Regions from separate parts of the Mus musculus genome. Here all the other regions are linked to region 3. Evidence: chromatin contacts called from public HiChIP or PLAC-seq and promoter capture Hi-C data. All regions are on one chromosome and are shown on one strand. Each heading gives the region's core, a stretch centred on a gene start, on an enhancer-like site or on the middle of the called end of the contact. The rest is flanking DNA. Distances are from core to core; before and after follow the strand shown.

What was found. Promoter capture Hi-C pulls out the DNA fragments that hold promoters and counts their contacts. HiChIP or PLAC-seq counts read pairs in DNA pulled down with a chosen protein or histone mark.
Region 1: a contact with region 3 is called in a promoter capture Hi-C map of the HPC-7 cell line. The contact joins the enhancer-like site here to the promoter of Nutf2 in region 3. A contact is called at or near these places in 9 of 39 promoter capture datasets (the C10 cell line, the HPC-7 cell line, cranial neural crest and 6 more), 9 of 115 datasets of contacts at active chromatin or transcription factors (the 230-238 cell line, the SCID.adh cell line, bone marrow-derived macrophages and 5 more) and 2 of 9 other capture datasets (adipose tissue and liver).
Region 2: an H3K4me3 HiChIP or PLAC-seq map of bone marrow-derived macrophages shows a contact between it and region 3, with 2.5 times the contacts expected there. The contact joins the enhancer-like site here to the promoter of Nutf2 in region 3. A contact is called at or near these places in 6 of 39 promoter capture datasets (cranial neural crest, embryonic stem cells, liver and 3 more), 1 of 15 datasets of contacts at CTCF or cohesin (embryonic stem cells), 3 of 484 Hi-C or Micro-C datasets (cerebral cortex, erythroid progenitors and stem cell-derived neural stem cells), 15 of 115 datasets of contacts at active chromatin or transcription factors (the SCID.adh cell line, bone marrow-derived macrophages, cardiomyocytes and 7 more) and 4 of 9 other capture datasets (adipose tissue, liver, macrophages and 1 more).

Annotation. Positions count from the first base shown.
Region 1 is chr8:105,648,462-105,652,930 of GRCm38.p6, reverse strand. The region is part of intron 2 of Ctcf (CCCTC-binding factor); the gene reads right to left. Among named protein-coding and RNA genes, the nearest start is that of Gm5914, 13 kb to the right of the region's middle. Within about 2 kb of position 1,585, at least 11 of the 459 cell types and tissues checked have an H3K27ac peak or open chromatin away from gene starts, as enhancers often do. A contact at or near this core is called in the HPC-7 cell line and bone marrow-derived macrophages, where this site is marked.
Region 2 is chr8:106,036,860-106,041,561 of GRCm38.p6, reverse strand. The region is part of intron 7 of Dus2 (dihydrouridine synthase 2); the gene reads right to left. Among named protein-coding and RNA genes, the nearest start is that of Nfatc3, 20 kb to the left of the region's middle. Within about 2 kb of position 1,736, at least 18 of the 459 cell types and tissues checked have an H3K27ac peak or open chromatin away from gene starts, as enhancers often do. A contact at or near this core is called in bone marrow-derived macrophages, where this site is marked.
Region 3 is chr8:105,858,089-105,862,191 of GRCm38.p6, reverse strand. It overlaps Nutf2 (nuclear transport factor 2), which reads right to left and starts at 1,659. Exons shown (of 5, transcript NM_026532.4): 1 at 1,487-1,659.

The DNA of each region.
Region 1 (4,469 bases), core at 336-2,835, 210 kb after region 3:
TTAGTCATTAAGAACCAAAACCTTGGTGCTAGTGAGATGGCTTTGCTTTAGTCGGCAGACATGACAACCTGAATCCAACACTCTGGATTCCCTAGGTAGAGACAACCAATACCTGCAAGTTATCTGCTAACATACCCATGCCACTGTAAATGTGCTCATGAGTGCACAAACACACAAACCAAGAATAACAAAACACACACCAGAATTCCAATTCTTGTTTTTTCTACCAATAAGCAAGGAGATCTACAGTATATTATCTTCTTTGCCTCAGTTTCTCTTTCTGTAAAAAAATAATGGTACCTACTCCACAGATTTCTTTAAAGATAAGAGAACTACTGTATGGCGGCAGGCTTCTGGGACCTTAAAGGCCACCATCCAAGATGACAAAGAGCGTTTTAGGCATTTAGGTGAACTGTAGCACTAACATGCCTTTTTTGTTTGTTTGTTTTGAGACAAGTTTTCTCTGTGTAACCCTGGCTGTCCTGAAACTTGTTTTGTAGACCCTGCCTCTGCCTCCCAAATACTAAGAACAAATATGGGCATCACTACCCTCTGTTTGTGCATGCCTTAATTGCCTAAAATTCTAATAAAAAATCTTAAAAGTCCCCCCTGAAAATGTCTTTTTGGATAAATTCCTAAGTTTCTATAAGAATTGGTGACTGATTAAATACCAAAGGGGAGATTAAGACTTCTTTAAAGAGCCAGGCGTGGTGGTGCACGCCTTTAATCCCAGCTCTTGGGAGGCAGAGGCAGGCGGATCTCTGATTTCGATAGAGACCAGCTTGGTCTACAAAGTGAGTTCCAGGACAGCCAAGGCTACACAGAGAAGCCCTGTCTTGAAAAAGAGAGAAAAAAAGAATTCTTTAAAGAAACATGACTGCTGCACATTTGTGGCACACGTATATACATATACTCAGGTATACATACTTATCAGAATATACATATGTTTTAGTTTTGTAAGAAATCAAATTGGGAGGTAGAGTTGGGAGCCAAGTACTTTTGATGTCCCGGGTTTGGTCTCTAGTATTGCAAAAACAAAATAACAAGTAAAACAGGTAGGGAAATAGCTAAGTAAAACATTGGTCACACATGTGAGGACCCAGAGTCTAATTCACAGAACCTATGTAAAAAAGCTGGCCACCCAGCAAATCAAACCAGCACCATCAAATTTGCAATCACATGCCCAGGTATTAATTTTTGACTACATAAATCTTAGTAGTGTAGCATGTAAGATAATGTAGTTAAATGTATTCAATTGTTCCTAGGAAACTATCAAAACAAATACTTCATATTCATCACTGCAGCATTTAGTCATTGGGAGAAAAGTTATATTTTCAACAATCTGTTACTGATAAGATAAAACTGGGTTTGGCTAGATATAGTGGCATATTCCTTTAATCCCAGCACTCAGGCGACAAGAGGCACACGATCAATATACATAGAGATGCTGAGGAGAGCAAAAACCTGGGTTTCATGGTACATGCCTGTAACTGCACATGAAAGGCAGAAAGAGAGGACTGCTGAGAATGCTGAGGTCATCCTGATCTACATAGTGTTCCAGAGCAGCCAGGGATATGTGAGTGCTCGCCTCACAACAGGAAGTAAGGCCTGTGAGGTGGTGGGGCGAGCACTCAGGAGACAAGGGCAGCAGGATCTGGAGCCAGGGCCATCACTGGCCACAAAGCTGGAAGCCAATCTAAGCTGTATGAAACCCTAGCTCAAAAGTCCTATATGTACCATATATTGTAACGTCTGCTTCACAGCTTATATGAGAAATTCATTCTTATTATAAATTTACACTGTAAACAACAATAACAACAAAAGTCCTTCATGAACTGGGAATATAAGGTGCCCAGTGACAAAGTGCCTGCCTAGCATGGAGAGAATGATTAACAAGACAGTCTTAATTATTTGTTACAGAAAACAGATAGAATGTTAAACAAAAAGTTGTGACTTTGTTTGTAAAACAGACTCCAGTTGACTGACCAACTTATGATCCTGCCTTAGCCTCTCAAGTAGCTCAGATTATAAACCTATGGTAGCAAGCCAGGCATAATATATACACTATGCAAACAAACAAAAGTCAATTGGGATCTAGCTCAGTGGTAGAGTGCTTGCCTAGCAAGTGCAAGGCCCTGGGATTGGTCCTCAGCTCTGAAAAAAATAAAAGTAGGTAGCCTCAGCTGGGGATATCCTATATATATCAAGCCAACTGGAGCTGCCCACTTAAGACCCTGTCTCAAGAAGACAAAGGAGCCCTCAAGTAGTTCAATCAGTAGAGAGGACTTGGTTTGATAGATACTAAACACTGGGTTTGAATCTCAGAACCATATAAACCATGCAAAGTGCCTCCAACCTCAGCACTCAGAAGATAGAGGCAGAAAGACTGGAGCTCAAGGCCAGCCTGAGGCTACAAGAAACCAAGGAAAGAAAACAGGAAAGTAATAAAAGGAGGGAACAGTAGCACCAAGTTTTTACTGGCTTAAAACAAATTTTTTTTTGAGCCAGGCGTGGCGCACACCTTTAGTCCCAGCACTCGGGAGGCAGAGGCAGGCAGATTTCTGAGTTCGAGGCTAGCCTGGTCTACAAAGTGAGTTCCAGGACAGCCAGGGCTATACAGAGAAACCCTGTCTCGAAAAACCAAAAAAAAAAAAAAAAAAAAAAAAAAAAAATTTTTTTTAAAGCAACAATTATGAAAGTCTAACATGAAGGTCACTGAACAAAGGTCAATATGAACCATGAGATATCAACATAAGGCAGAAAACGAGGCAGATACTTTGATTTGCAACTTACTACGTAAATCAGGCTAGTCTTGAAACTTTTAAGTCTTTCCTGCCTCTTGCCTCTGAGCAGCTCGTGTAACTCAATTTACTTTGCAGATCTTTTGTTTTGTTTTTCAAGACAGCATCTCTCTGTGTATCTTTGGCTGTCCTAAAACTCACCCTGTACACCAGGCTGACCTCAAATTCAGAGATCCACCTGCCTCTGCCTATCCCAGCTTCCAGGTATTTTTCTAAAAAAGACTTTAAGTGCTCTGTGTCGTCACCTTGGCTGTCCTGGAACTCCATCTGTATACCAGGCTGGTCTTTTGCCTCTACACCTGGCAATTTTTCTCTTCTTTCTTTTGCTTTTTCTTCCCTCCTTTCTTTTTTTTAAAGAGATATTTCATTATGGCCAAGCTGCTTGTGAATCTTCTACCTCAGCCTCCAAAGAGTGTTAAGATTACAAGTGTGTGCTATCACACAAGCTTAAAATTACATGTATTTTTTTTATTTAAAAAAAAAAAAAAAAAAAAAAAAAGAACGCTACCTGGGTTAGAATTCTAAGTGTGTGGGCTGGTGAGATGGCTCAGTGGGTAAGAGCACCTGACTGCTCTTCCAAAGGTCCGAAGTTCAAATCCCAGCAACCACATGATGGCTCACAACCATCCATAATGAGATCTGACTCCCTCTTCTGGAGTGTCTGAAGACAGCTACAGTGTATTTACATATAATAAAAATAAATAAATCCTAAAAAAAAAAAAAAAGGAGATAGCTTACTGTTTTAAAAAAAAAAGAATTCTAAGTGTGTGATATCATGCCAGCTTGCAGATAAATAGATAGATGTGTTTAAAAAAAAAAAAAAAAAAAGGGGGGGGGGGCTAGCACAAGCCTTTAATCTCAGCACTCAGGAGGCAGGGGAAAGAAAAGAATGAGTTCAAGGCTAGCCTGGCCTACAAATCAAGTTCTTGAACAACCAAGACCACAAACTCTTGTCTTGGGAGGGAGCCAATCTGGTCACACAGTGATTTTGATGCCAGACTAGACTATGTTAGACTCTGTCTCAAGAAACTGCAAGAGGTGTTATGAGAGATGGCTGAGTGGTTAAGAGCTTGGACTGCTTTTGCAGAGGACCCAAGTTTAATTCTCAGCACTCAAAGCAGTGCATACAACATCCTTTAACTCTAGCTCCAGAGGAATCCAGGTCCAACAGTTCTGACCTCCAAATGTACGTACACTCATGAGCACATACTAACCTAACCCCCCAATCACTTAATCAAAAAAGATACCTGATGCTTTAAAAACAATTAGTAGCTCCTTAGCAAGTTAAAAGAAGTCGGACAAAGGTTGCAAGTAAAGCAGAGAGCACAAGCCTTAGAGGCATCAACCAATTGGTAACACTGCTCATTCCCAAACAAGCTTTCTACACACCACTTAGTTATTAGCTTCCTCATCTGACAGCGAGACAGGCAAAGGAAAAAATAGCAGCTAAATAATAGGATGAGTGCTGTGAAGAGAGGGTAACATGGGCTGGAGAGATGGCTCAGCCATTAAAGGCTAAGCTCATGACCAAAAACATAAGAGAAGTTAACATACTTCCTATGACTGTGGCAGAGAGGGCAACTCGTGTGGATGAAAAAGGATTTCAAGAGCCAAGCATAGTGTTCCACGCCTCCCAGCACTTGGAGGCAGATCTGTTTGAGGCTGGTC
Region 2 (4,702 bases), core at 487-2,986, 180 kb before region 3:
AGTGAGTGAGTGAATGAGCCTGCATGCAGTTCTGTGTGGAACACAGTGATTCTTTGCCAGGAAAAACATCAGAATTACCTGGAAAGCTTAAATAACAGACTCTTAGAGCCATCACATTAGTTCCTGAATGGTTCTCTAGGGACAGAGCTTAGAAACCTGTATTTTCAAAATCATTGCCTAATACACTCAACATAATCCTGGGGCCTAGTCCTGTTTATGAACACATGACTAACAGCTCTCTTTTTTTTCCTTTTCTCTTCTTTTCTTTTCTTTCTTTCTTTCTTTCTTTCTTTCTTTCTTTCTTTCTTTCTTTCTTTTTTTTTAAAGATAGGGTTTCTCCGTGTAGCCCTGACTGTCCTAGAACTCACTCTGTAGACCAGTCTAGCCTTGAATTCTAAGATTCATCTCTCTCTGGGGTCAAAGGCATGTGCCACCACTGCCCAGCAACTGGCAGCTTCCTTTCTGAGTAAAAGGAATAGTCCCTGGGTGGCAGCCCAAGAACCAGAATGGGAAAGGAAGGTCTTTAGGAGCCTAGGCTCTGTCCTCATGAATCCTCCTATTTTGAAAAGTCATATATACAAATATATAAACTGGAAGCCGGGCGTGGTGGCGCATGCCTTTAATCCCAGCACTCAGGAGGCAGAGGCAGGAGGATTTCTGAGTTCGAGGCCAACCTGGTCTACAAAGTGAGTTCCAAGACAGCCAGGGCTGTACAGAGAAACCCTGTCTCGAAAAACCAAAAAACAAACAAACAAACAAACAAATATATAAACTGGAAAAGGAAAATATGACACTTTTAACATGTTTTTAAATGCTTCTTATATAACAATTAGGAAAGGTTGCAAAGAAAGATCAAGACGTTAACACGGGAAAATAGTCAAGGAGGCAGCATGACATGGCAACGTGAGAATCAGAGACCAAGAGAGAGACAACCCGGCCTGAATGTCTATGGCATTGCTATCTTCTTCCTACATCAAAAATCTCAGGTCAGGCACGAGTGTGAGGAAGGTGATCTCAAACACTGGACTCCTACCCTGCAAAAGGTGCCTCCTAGGCAACAGCTACCAGGCAGGCAGGAGGACTTGCATTTACCTGAATTCTAGACAGATGAGGGCAGCGGAGAGCCGGTTACAGTAAAACAGGCCTTATCTGAGAGCTAAGGATATGAAACTGTTGAAAGGCCAACAGTTCACCACCAAGACCCTCCCTGCTGGCCAGGCGGGCAGGAACACTCTCCAGGTGCTGCCTCACACAGCAGACTAGACCTGATTGCCCAGAGTCATCCTGGCAAGCCTTAAATTTGTACTTTAAGGAAGGGGGACACTGCCAGGCCCATGAGGATCCATCAGAAAAACTCTCACTCCAGCTAGGCATGCTGGCACATGCCTCAGCACTTGGGAGGTAAAGGCAGGAGGAGCAGGAGTCCAAGGTCATTCTTGAATCATAAGGAGCCCAGAGTACGTGAGACCTTATCGCAAAACACATCAATCAATCAATCAATCAATCAATCAATCAATTCCACATTAGTTTAATAACTCTGGTTCACAGCAACATATCTAGAAGGTTCCCTGGCGAGTGCTAACTTTGAACCTTTGAAATGCAATGACGAAAATACCAAGTGGTTTGATACAGTTCTCAGCCTTAGAGGGCTCCCTTTTGATTCATTCTAAGTAGCTCTAGGTACTTTCTAGGCATTCCTGTTCACATTCACATTCACAACCAGGAAGGAGATTAGGGAAGTGAAAGACCCGGTCACTTGCTAGGACCACATGAGGGAAGAACAGGCAACCTGAGGCTGTCTTAGCAGTGTGGACACGCCACCACCCAGAGCTAAATCATGTCACATGTCCCTGCCAGAGGAGGGGAAGGACTAGGACTAGGGATGAAATTCACATCTAGTGAGGAACAGAATATCCAACCATGAGCAGGCTTGTCTCACCAGATCTACTGGCTAGCCTAAAATACATAAGATTCTCTCTCTCTCTCTCTCTCTCTTTCTCTCTCTCTCTCTCTCTCAAAAAAAAAAAAAAGGAAAGAAGGAAGGAAGGAAGGAAGGAAGGAAGGAAGGAAGGAAGGAAATTTGCCATTATTAGCTCTGTCCCACCCTTAACTTCTTGGTTCTAGAGATGGGTTTCACTGTGTACCCCAGACTGTCTTGGACTCTGTTACACAGTGCAGGATGCCTCAAACTCAAAACCCTCCTGCTTCAGCCTCTTCAGTACTGATTAACATTATAAGTATCTGCTACCTTTTTTTTTTCTTCAGTTTATTTCAAGACAGGGTTTCTCTGTGTAGCGCTGGCTGTCCTGGAACTCGCTCTGTAGACCAGGCCGGCCTCGAACTCAGGGATCCACCTGCTTCTGCCCTACTCCCTACATTTGGGATTAAAGTCCTGTGAAACACTTTTAAGTGTAAGTAATCCAGTTACCTTCACAGTATAGTTAAGCCACTATCACTATGTATTTCCATAGTTTTTTCCTGACCCCACGTGAGCAACCTTATCTTGAGAAAACTTTCAGAGTACCCACAAAGCTCTCAGCCAGTTCCCAGCTTGCCAGTACAGTGTGGACGTGAAATGAACCCTGCCCGACATGCCTAAGTCACATCTAACTTGGTGGAAGCCTGAAGCCTCTCTTTCATGAAGTAAAGAGCACTCACTAGGCCAAGCTGGCACACGTGACCGTAGCAGAATGAAGCAAGCTTCTGAGACGGCGTGCATTCCTGCTGCCTCTTACCAAATGTGTTCTTTACGTGGGGCAGGGGCAACATCACTGGCCTACTTAGTCAGGTGATGGAAGAGAGGGAAACCGCCTGTGTGTACACGTGAACTGGAGCCTCTTGTGAGACATCACTTAGTACTTTAAGGAAGGGGGACACTGCCAGGCCCATGAGGATCCATCAGAAAAACTCTCACTCCAGCTAGGCATGGAGTGTGGAAACCATTCTGAGATCCACAGTTGTCCCCTCCGTTCTACACAGGGCCTCTGACTGCAGGCTCTAAAGCCTAGGCTGTTACTGAACTGTGGCTAGGATCTCAAGAACTACCATAGCCTCCTGTAGCATCAGGTATCACAGAGAAGGAACACTAATGCTGCGGCTAGGAGTCACAAAGCCATAGCTTCTGAAGTTGGCTTTGTCTGCCACACATTTGAAAAAGGGTCTTAAGCAATTTCCTCTTTCCTCTCTGTGCTTTGTTTGGCTTTGATCTTTTGAGACAAGGTCTTAGTCCAACCTGACATTGAATCCCTAACACGCCTGCCTCCTCCTCCCAACTGCTGGGATTTCAAATGTACATGTACCACATCATCCAATTCAGTTTCAATAAACTATTCTACTTTCGTCTGTTAAAATCATTTTTAGGTTCTTGTTTTTAACCTGTCTATTTAGGCTTTTTTTTTCATTTATTTATTTGTTTGTTTGTTTGTTTGTTTGTTTATATGAGGGCTCTGTCTTCATATACACCTGCATGTCGGAAAAGGGCATCAGATCACATTACAGATGGTTGTGAACCACCATGTAATTGCTGGGAATTGAACTCAGAGCCTCTGAAAGAGCAACCAGTGCTCTTAACCACCGAGCCATCTCCCCAGCCCCTAGTTTGGTTTTTTTAGCTTAGTATTTTTTTTTCCCAATTAAAAAGGTAACAGTGGTCTGGTGGTATGAGGTATTTTAAAATAAGAAATGTCCCCTAAACATGTTTGGGTGTTTGGATACTTGTTCCCCAGTTGGTGGTGCTGTTTGAAGAAGTTATGGGGAGAAACAGTCCTGCTGTACAAAGTATATCCCGGGGAGACAGGCTTTGAAAGTTAAAAGCCTTACAACACTTCCAGTTTACTCTCTCTGATGCAGGTTTGTAGTCAAAGATGTGATCTCTCTGCTTCCTGCTCTTGCCTGGTTGCCGCCATGCCTCCTGCTGTTGTGGACTCTTATCCCTCTGGAACTATAAGCCCATTAAACTCCTCCATTTGTAAGTTGCCTTGGTCACAGTAGTTTATCACAGCAACAGCAACAGAAGTAAAACATAGTGCTATAGTGCTAATGTGGGAGGAGTATTTGGGCTCAAGAGTCTGAGAGTAGCATGAGCAACACAAGTAGACACTCTCAGAGAGAGGGAGGGAGAGAGAGAGAGAGAGAGCAAGAGAGCGAGCGAGCGCAAATGCCTGCTATGTCTATTTCAAGGGATTCTGAGAACAAATGAATGAAACACACACTGTAATGTGCATTGAAAAAGAAACATCAAGGACACATTATATGATAATAGATTAGAGGGACATTATCTGAGGTTATGCAAGAGAAAAGAAGACACCTAGCATATAGAGATCCCCCTATATCCCAGAGATCCCTTGGCATGATGAGTATATAGGATTGAGCTGTGACGGCCAGCATACACCATGGCAGCTCTCACTGGTTGGGTCTGACTGCAAAGTCTCTTGAGTCTGTAAGAAGCACGGAGGTTCAAAGCTCAGGCAGGGAAGTGGGATGGAGGATGTGAAGGAGGACATAAGAGTCAGCAGAGCAAGAAGGGGAGAGCTGGTGAAAAGAAGAGAGAACCCGTGCTACGGCCACTTGTTATCTACACGTGCCCAGGCAGCCCTCAGTACTAGGTATCAAATGCCAGCCTATCTCCTGGTCCTCATTTAAGCCCATTTGTATACTCTCCAAAGGAGGAAACAAGGGGAGACTAGCTTCAGCTGGCCTCAAG
Region 3 (4,103 bases), core at 410-2,909:
GACAGAGAACTGTACTGGAGGGGGAAAAAAAAAATCAAGTGAAAGCCAGAGCAACAGTACTGAGGAAATATTCAGGGAGCAGGGGGCGCTAAAGATAGTGGCTTTCAGCTTTCTGGCCCTAAGTCAGTCATCCTAAGAGACTGGGCACTCTGCTTGCCCAGGTCTCTGGGACCTCTTAGGCCTTTTAAGAACTGTGACACAGAAGCCAGCAACAGACCAGAGAATTCAACCTGACAAGAGATGCTTTCTGCCAAGTCCTGGGAGCTTTTCTCCACTAGTTCCTAATCATCACTCAAAACAGAAGTGCATTCTCAAAGCCTGCCTACTAGTAACTAGTCAAATACACTACATCTCCAGGAATTCAAGGTGATGGATGACCTGAGGTGCCATTGCTAAGGTACTTTCTCTAGACCCATCCAGCTTCTTGACTGTTCACAGGCAGCCCTAGCACACGTGAAGAGAAAGCAGACATCGTGACTTCTAGTTCTAGATCTACAAAACAACTTCAAAAGGCAAAAACAGTCTAAGCCAGTGCCATAGGCACAAGGCCCCTTCCACCTTCTCTGGGCTCAAAAACCTCAAGCATGGAGTCCATTTCTTCATGAATTAAATCCGACCTCATCACTTCAGTAAGGAGTCATCTTCCTGCTAACTCTAGGAGGTTCTAACGTACTTTAGAATTGGGCCCTGACTGAGAAATCTAACAAAAACACTGGAGGCTCACACAACCCACCCCAGAGCTGGAGTCTAGTCATGGATAAGATTGGAGCTGCCTCTCCAAAGATACTAGGTCCTTATTTTCCAGGACTAGCTAGAGGTAAAGTCCCACGAGGCATCCCCTCCCACCCCAGAATCCCTGCCCTTGTCCTCCATGCTGGACACTGCAGCACCGGTTCTACCGAGGTAGAGGTTAAGTTTCGTGCACTCCCAGCAGGCAATCAAGCAGAGAAGCGTTCACCTACATCCTAGCCGGGCTATGGTTTGGAACCGGGCAATGGTCCCAAGCCCCAGCAGCGGCAGGAGGGCCACCCTTACCCATGCTGGCTCTGGAGCGAGCTGGGTGGCGTTGCCCATCCCCGGATCTTCGCCGGCGGGTGGTGGGACGTGGGTCTGGGATCGGCCCGCCAACCTGCCTGCAGAGGTTGCAGGATTCGAGCAAGCCAGGCAAGGCCACACAGGGCCGGGCCCTGAGAGCTATCCTGATCGTCCGGACAAAAGAAAAAGATCTGGCCATCAGCCAAGACACAGGGTGGCCCGGACAGCCGTCCATCAGGCTCTCAGCATTCCCCGGGCCGCGGCCGCAGACAATCCGCGGTAGGCGGAGCCGCGCGCGACACATGGTGCGGGCCCCGTGCCTCTTCGGGCCGCCGTGGGGGTGTGAAGAGGGGAGGGGCCTCCCAGGGCCTCGAAGCAGAAGCTCCCGGCGGCCTAGAGCGCGGCTCCTGCGGCCCAGCCCCCGCCCCGGAGCGCTGGCCCCAACACTCACCCGTGGGGCTGGCACGATGGCGGCAGCGGCGGCGGCAACCCAGCGCGGTCTGCGACCGACTGTCCCTTCCCCCTTGCCTTCCCTCGCCCGTCCCGCTGCACTCAGGGAAACGTAGTCCCAGTATGCTCCTTATACGCCTTAGTGAGCTTAGCTAGAACTACATTTCCCAGAATGCCATTCGCAGAGGCGCAGCCACGGCTCGCAGCGCGGGAGGAGAGGCTAAGTTAGGGAGGGAGGCGGTCCGGGTGAGCCCCTGAGAATTGTGGTCTAGCGGAAGCCTCTGGAACACGGAGTTGGCGCCAGGCAAGGATCAGGTCTCGGTTGTAGCTGGGTCCCAGCTGGCTTGGCCCCGCCTAAGTGTATGTGGCCTATGGAGCCTGACCCCGCCTCCATGGGAGCCTGGTTTAGCTTGGAGCTGGCTGGCTTGTCCCAGCAGCCCCTCCCTAGGCCCCTAGTCCAAAGCCTACTCCCTTTAGGCGCCCTGGCTACCAGCTCTGCTCCTCTAGCATCAACCCACGGGGGCGAAACCCACTCCTCTCTTGTTCAATGAGTTAGCTGTGTCTCAGAGGAAGCCACTTATCCCAAAGTTGGTTGGAAGGTAACTAGGTTTTTATTGAAACTCTAAACACTCATCTAAGGTGGGCCCATAGTTGGAGAGGTTAACCTCACGTGTACAGAGAGGTATTTTTAAAAACAGAATCGTGAGGGTTTTCTTTTTTTGATTTCCAGGTTTACTTGTTTTGTTGGAGCAGACAGGGCAACTATTTTTGTTTGTTTATTTGTGTTGAGGAGGGATGAGCCACGACATGGGTGTGGAGGAGAGAAGCAGCTTTCTGGAGTCAGTTCTTCCACCATGGGGGCCTTGAAATCAGATTCTCTCAGGTTTAGCGACCCACGGAGCCAGCTCACCTTCCAACTTTAATTTTTATTGAAAGATAACTGGCGAAACGTAATTTTCCTAAATGGCCAGACTGTAAATAATCTTCCCACCCCTTCCCCTTTACTTTCAATATCCTTTTCAGTTTCCTGGGTGACACAAATATTTGAAGTAACGCCTCTCCGTCCCGCCTGTGCTGGGCAAATGGCTCTGCTACCAACCCACAGAACCACAGAAAAGGAAAATGGCTGCAAACACCCCTATCTTCCTAGTCAGAAGACTCTTTAATACTTCTGTTTTGCCCTCTTAGCCTCACCCCACCTCCTGGAGATGACTGATAAAACCAGGCTAAGCTTCTTGATTAAAGCCCCTGTCTAAACTGGGCAGTGGTGGCACGTGCCTTTAATCTCTGCACTTGGGAGGCAGAGACAGCAGATTTCTGAGTTCAAGGCCAGCCTGGTCTAAAGAGTGAGCTCCAGGACTTCCAGGAGACAGAGAAACCCTGTCTCGAAAAACAAAACAAACCAAAAAAAAAAAAAAAAGAGAAAAAAAATCCTCTGTCTATCCAGACCACTTTGCTTGGTCACTAAGAACTCCATGTTACCCTGTTGGCGACACATCAGGAGCCTGACCCCACCAAGAAAACAAAACACAAGCAAATCATGAGACAGGATGAAGGATCCAAGGAATGTTGCTAATGGGTTCAAAAGAACCAAGGTGACAGCATCTGTTCTTTGGAAGACCAGGAACTCAAGGACAGGCTGGAGAGAGAAGCCCCCATTCTAAGGGAAGGGTATTGGTTGGTAGCCTGAAAATACACTGCTGTGTTTTCACCACCTGATCACAAGCCAGAGCTAACCCTAAGAGGCCGATGTAGCTTCTTCCTAAACTGGGCACCTATACAGCACATACAGCAGCTTTCTTTTTGTTTGTTTATTTGGTTGGTTGGTTTGGTTTTTTTCTAGACAGGGTTTCTCTGTGTAGCCCTGGCTATCCTGGAGCTCACTCTGTAGACCAGGTTGGCCTCAGAAATCCGTCTGCCTCTGCCTCCTGAGTGCTGGGATTAAAGGCGTGCTCGACCATGCTTGGCTAATACTGCAGCTTTCTCAAGACCCATTTCCCAACTCAGAGCCAAAGGACAAAAAGGGAAGTAGACCCTGGTGTCTTGGGTTCACTCCAGCTTACAGTCATAGTCAAGTTTAACAGAGCCAGAGCCTAAGGAGGTAGAGTACACGCATGTCCCAACAGTCACAGAAACAGGTAATGTTAAAAGGCATCTACAGAGCTACAAAGATGAATCAATAGTTAAAGAGTACATCCTGCTGGGCGTGGGTGGCACATACCTTTAATCCCAGCACTTGGGAGGCAGAGGCAGTTGGATTTCTGAGTTTGAGGCCAGCCTGGTCTACAAAGTGAATTCCAGAACAGCCAGGGCTATACAGAGAAACCCTGTCTCGAAAAAACAAAAAAAGTCACTCAGGTCTCCCCATTAGCTTTGAGCTGAATTACTTACAACTACAGATAAAAATGCCATCTTACCTGTCCAATGTCCAATCTAAAAACTGAGGCAGCCAAACCAGTGTAGGGATTACAAACCAATTCCTTAATGCCCTCTGCTCACCTACCTCTTTCACAATGAAGGTATACGGGAATGAATGTATCTGTAACAAGTCGCTGGTGCCTGAAAGAGCCGAGGCTGCTTCTAGCTCTGGACTTCACTGGTTTGTTAATTACATCCAC